2 separate regions of the Mus musculus genome follow, and region 1 is linked to region 2. The links are chromatin contacts, called in public Hi-C maps. All regions are on one chromosome and are shown on one strand. Each heading gives the region's core, a stretch centred on a gene start, on an enhancer-like site or on the middle of the called end of the contact. The rest is flanking DNA. Distances are from core to core; before and after follow the strand shown.

Region 1 (2,770 bases), core at 205-2,704, 180 kb after region 2:
AACAGAGCCAGCAGTTTCTGGGGAATGCATTTTATTACAACCACTGCAATGCCTGGAGCGATCTTTTTCCTTTGAAGTTAGCAGCTTTTTAAAAGGAAGGTGAAGTTCGTAAAAAGCCATGGTTGTTATACAACTACACCATCCATTTTTTACGAGGTTTGGGCAGAAAGAGTCCCTCCCTGTATTTTCCTAAAAATTGGGGCCCCAGAGGTTGCCAATTCTGGTCGGGCTTCTTCTAACCTCTGCAAAGGACAATGAGATATCATCATGGCTGGACTGCTGAGCATCCTCAGTGACTGCCTGTTGACATAGTGATTTGTGGATGGGTTGCTGACCCTGTGCTATGGAATGAGGGACATCAAAGGGTTCATCCACCTCTGGGCTGTGAGCACCACAGCTTTGATGTGTTTTCTCTTAATTTCTCCACACTGCTACAACACCAGTGCCCCAGTCTCGATGGCTTAGGCAGCTCTTAAGTGTTCATGGCATGGGAAGTTGGGAAGTTCAAGATCACGTCTTGATCCTTGCTGCCCTTACAAGGAAGTGATGGGGACGGAAGTCCTGGGGGCCTCTTTTCATCAGAGCACTAATCCCAGTCAAGAGAGTTCCAACCTCACAACTTAATTGCCTCACTAAGACCCCTATCTTCTAATCTAATATATTATGTAGGTGGGCATGTCAGACAAATAGCACTGGGCTGTGAGCACCCCAGGGTTGCTGGAAATGTGACCATATACGAATTTATAAATGTACTTAAAACATTATGAGGGTGGGTCTTTTGTTTTTGCTTTTGCAATTAGAAAAAAAATTAATTGTTTGATGCATTGCTCTCTAGCACAAACTTCATAAATAGCAATCTTGGAAGGGAGGGAGATAGGGTGCAAGCATTTAGACCATAGCTCCCAAGGGTTCCCGTGGGCTCTGGCTGAGGCCAGAGATAAAGCTGTCATTACTTCCCTTCTACCTTCTCCTGGTTCGTTCTGGTTCCCTCTTGTCAGGACACAAAGCGCAGACCCTTTCTTCTCGCTTTTACTCACCTGCCTCTGTCATGTGAAAGTGAGGGTCAACATGAAACACTGGAATCCAAGAGCTAAGATACACATGTCCACAGAGACAGGGGACACCATCACCCCACGTGATGTCACTCACCGTTAGAATTACACACCTAGGCAAAGCCTCCCGGGACCGGTACCCTCCCCTTTCTCTTTGCCAGGGTCTGCGTTCATCTAGGTGCAGGTGAGCTGCATGGAGACACTACTGCCTGCATCCATGCTGGCTGGCTGGAGAGGGAGTTCCCTTTATTGGCAGTGTTGGAAGGCTGGCCAGAGAGCCGAGGAGAGCCGAGCGGGGATGACTCATGCGTGGGGTGGGAAGTGGTTCTTTCCAGCCCTGAGAACTCCTGCTCTATTTCTACCACAAATCATTTTTAGAATGAGTCAAGACAGAAGTAAATTCTGTGAGTGTAGGAGGTAGGGGAGGAGGGGTTTAGGGGCCAGGGAAACCCGTGGGTGACCTGAGCTCAGCTCTCACCCAGCATTCTTCTCCAGTGTTTACTCTGCTGCTCCCTGGACCAAGCCCCAGCATGGGTCTACAGAGGACAAGGAAGCCCCTAGCTGACCTTGGTGAACAACCTTTTTTCTTTTTTTCTTTTTTCTTGTTGCTGAGGAGTCCTGGACTCTTCCTTGGAGCTAGCTAGCTACATGAGAAATTTGTCTCGGATTTTATCAGCTTCAGAGTCATGCATTTATTTGATGTACAAATGATGAAATTGGGGGCTTTCTGAGTTGGCAGTTTGTAGAACTTTGGAGGTAATATCAGGGTTTATTAAGATTTAGGGGTTATACTGGGTGAATGTATTGGGTGAGCATATAGGACAAAAGGAGGCTTTTGAGAAGTCAGAAGGAGGATTTAAAAGTGACCATCTGGAACCTTAAAGTGTACCTTGTTTGGAAATAGGGTCCTTGTACGTGTGGTGAGTTAAGAGTCCTGAGATAAGCTCACTCTCACTTGCCTGCCATGACTTCTCTTTACATAAAGTCAAAGAGATCTGAACTCCAAGACACACAACAAGAAGCTAAGACCGTCGCCAGGCGTGGTGGCGCACGCCTTTAATCCCAGCACTCGGGAGGCAGAGGCAGGCGGATTTCTGAGTTCGAGGCCAGCCTGGTCTACAAAGTGAGCTCCAGGATAGCCAGAGCTACACAGAGAAACCATGTCTCGAAAAACAAAACAAACAAACAAACAAACAAAAAAACAAAACAAAAAAGAAGCTAAGACCATGGAGGCAAGACTGGGAGAGGCCGTAGGAATCCTCCGTGGAACCTTCTAGGACATGGCCCCACCCAAAGCTGTATTTTAGGTTGCCATCATCCCATTTTGAGAAGACATGTTTCTGTTATTCAGATCACATATTCTGTGCCGTTCTGGTGAGGCAGCCCTGGGACCCAGGCACATCTTAGTGTACGGACATGGAGAGTTCAGTTATGTCAAACACAGTGCTACTAAATGGCCTGACACCTGCGCCAGCAGAAGTGGCCGTTAGAGACAGGGAAGTTCTTGTTGGTTTTCAGCATGCGCTCCTGCCAGGGGAGTTAGCTGGGCTTGACGGATGCCCTGTAAGGTTGGGCTCAAAGTAGCAACTCTAGCAAGAGTCAGAACTACATGTAGCAGGGTTTGAGTGACACAGGCATTGATTTCTGGAATGAAGCAGACCTGATGTTGCCACTTAAATGTTTGACCTTGGACATGTTCGTTGATGGCCCCAGGCTTC
Region 2 (2,700 bases), core at 163-2,662:
ATCTATCCATTCAACCAACCATCTATCCATCTATAATCCATCCATCTATCCATCCATCCATCCATCCATCCATCCATCCATCATCCATCCATCCATCCATTCATCCATCATCCATCCATCACATCTTCCATGTGTCCAGGAAACAGTACCCAGTGTTTCAGGAACACTGCTGGGAACTGACAAGTTGAGGATGAATAGCATGGTTCCTATGCCTGTGGGATAAGAATCTAGAAAGAGTAGACATGACCTAACAAGCCAGGTACTGTAGAGGAACAATAAAATACAGGGGTGCAGGGCCTCAGAGAGGGCATGATCAGACCAACTCAGGAGGAAGGCACAGGAGAGACTTCATGAGGAACTGAGTCTTGAATGCAGGAAGATCAGGCATGGGGAGGGTGTTTTAATGAGAAGAAACAGCATGGGAAAACAGTGTCTTTTTAAAAAGTACAGCATATAAAGAGGCCTTGCCTCAAGCAGGCTCCTCAGGTCATGCACTGAAACTGGCATTTGAGTGGCAGGCTGTGGCCAGTGCTTGGTGTCTAGGGAACAGGCCTGACATAGTGCTAGCTGAGTGCCTGAAGATTCTCCTGCAGGACACACACATCCTAGTAGGTATGGCCCTGCAGAGTCCACCCCTCGGTACTCTTCCAGTTAGCTTCCCAGTGTTCCGGCTTTCCTGGCAGATGTGTCTTCTGAGTGTCTGTGATGAAGGTGTGGTGTTCTAATGGCCTCTGGGTAACAGCTGTGGGTAATCCCAGCCGTCTTCAGCAGTTTTCTTGGTGTGTGATTTGCTGGTTGGAATGAGAGGGAGCGAAGTAGAGATGAAGGTGGCGTGGTGAAAAACTAACTGGAGCAATGATCTTGGCACAAGTCATGCTGGCCTGGCTTGGCCACCTACTCGCAAGCTCACTGTGTGGGGTTAGCACTTCACCTCTCAGAGCTCAGCCAGGTTTTAGGCCCTCTGTTCTGGTGCCAGGTCCTTGCTTTAAGTGGGGCTTTTGTCCTTCCCAGTTCAGGACCCAGGTGGCCCCACACCTGATCAGCGTTGGTGATATAGTTTTCGGAGTCCTTCTCTCTGACTCCCACTCCCTTTCTGTAAGCTCCGTAAGTGGTGACTTGGGTTCCAAATTGTTCTTAGAAAATTCCTGGGTCCATCTTTCATCTCCCAACATCATGAAATGAACAAACCAGAAGGGGTCAGTGGGAGCATCCTTTGTATGTGAACCTGGACCTCTCAGCGGCTGCTGCTGCCAGGATCCAGCCACACAAGGAGTAGACTACATAGCACAACAGCAACCTCTTATTCCACTCATGTGGCCTGAGGCATGAATGGCGCCTCCAGGGAGTACACTGGGGCGATCCTGAGCAGTCTGCTTCCTACCACTGCATTCCCATCTGGCTTCACAAGCTCCTTGGCTAGCCATCCATCTCCAACTCCCATCTTCCCACTCTTTCCCCTTAAAATACATTACATTTACATGGCACTGGGGACATTCTTGTAGGCGTGGGGGAGGAGGCGCTGGGGGTGGGGTCAGAGTGTTGATGGGGCTTAGATCCATTTCCATTCACAGTCTATTTTTTTTTTGAATGGGAATCTTTCTAATATTGTTTTCCCTTTTAAGAATAAAAGTAACCTAGGTTTTTGCTTACCTCAGACTAATAATCCTTCTGTCCCAGTCTTCTAAGTGTTTTTACTGCTGAGATTACAGGCATGTGCCACCGTACAACATTTAAAGTTAGAGTTGGATCCAGGTTGGTATATATCCCCAGTGTGTTTGCTCACTGGAAGCACAGCTCTGTGCAGTTGGGACAGGGTTGGCTTCAGTTCTATGTGCTCTTTGGAAATGAGAGAAGATGAAAGCAGAAGCCTGAGCCCAGGCATAGGTACCAACCTGGTGGTCTGAGTCCCTGAATGTTCACCTCCCTTGGGACATACTGCAGTGACAGGGGTTCCTGTGTGACAGGAACTACCCTAGAGCCCATGTGTGGAAGCCTGGAAGGCTCTCCTCTCTGCATCTGTAACATGCTGTGATCAAAGTCTGTGGCATTCCTGAGCCCAGATGGCTGAGTCAGAGGCCCGTTCACACTGAGCAGTTGCCACGGGATCCATCATTTATCATTTGATCCCTTCCTGGAGCTTTCCATGGGGGAAATGGTGGACTTCCCCAGGCATAAAGCATGGTTGTCTTCGATGGAATTCTGTGAGGGTGAGCTCTGAAACCTGAGGCTCATACTCTTGGCACTTAACTCCTAGACAGCCACTGATCTCTTGGCTCTTTGTCTTGTAGCTCAGCCCTGTGCCAGCTGGGGACCTGCTTCATGTCTAGGCTGGCTCCCTGGTTTTGATGTTGGTGGCACCACACTGTGTACCACAAATCCCCAAATAATTAATTCTCACAAGAGCTCATGATGGTTTATGCAAATCTATCACTCTCCATTGGTCCACCAAATGGAACATTCCTGTCCCCGTCTCTAGCAATACTTTAGTTCTGGGCACTCATTTCTCTTTGTGAGTGTGTGTGCTATGCATATGTTTCTATAAGTATGTACATTTGTGCATGCATGTGTGCAGGAAAGCTGGACATTGTAGATGTCTGGTGTCTTTCTCTACTTTTTTCCCACATTATCTTTTGAGATATGATTCATTGCCAAACTTGGAGCTCACAGATTCAGTTAGACTGGCTGGCTAGCAAGCTCTAG

What was found. Hi-C and Micro-C count contacts between places; a contact is called where the count stands out from the background.
Region 1: a contact with region 2 is called in a Hi-C map of cerebral cortex, with 2.1 times the contacts expected there. The contact joins two enhancer-like sites. A contact is called at or near these places in 7 of 484 Hi-C or Micro-C datasets (cerebral cortex, cortical neurons, myocytes and 2 more) and 2 of 115 datasets of contacts at active chromatin or transcription factors (VIP interneurons and astrocytes).

The regions. Positions count from the first base shown.
Region 1 is chr11:81,094,792-81,097,561 of GRCm38.p6, forward strand. All of the region lies in intron 1 of Asic2 (acid-sensing (proton-gated) ion channel 2), which reads right to left. Among named protein-coding and RNA genes, the nearest start is that of Gm51910, 39 kb to the right of the region's middle. Within about 2 kb of position 1,455, at least 27 of the 459 cell types and tissues checked have an H3K27ac peak or open chromatin away from gene starts, as enhancers often do. A contact at or near this core is called in cerebral cortex, where this site is marked.
Region 2 is chr11:80,911,534-80,914,233 of GRCm38.p6, forward strand. The region is part of intron 3 of Asic2 (acid-sensing (proton-gated) ion channel 2); the gene reads right to left. It overlaps Gm51909 (a long non-coding RNA gene), which reads left to right. Exons shown (of 3, transcript XR_003949743.1): 1 at 1-2,700. Among named protein-coding and RNA genes, the nearest start is that of Gm51909, 15 kb to the left of the region's middle. Within about 2 kb of position 1,413, at least 9 of the 459 cell types and tissues checked have an H3K27ac peak or open chromatin away from gene starts, as enhancers often do. A contact at or near this core is called in cerebral cortex, where this site is marked.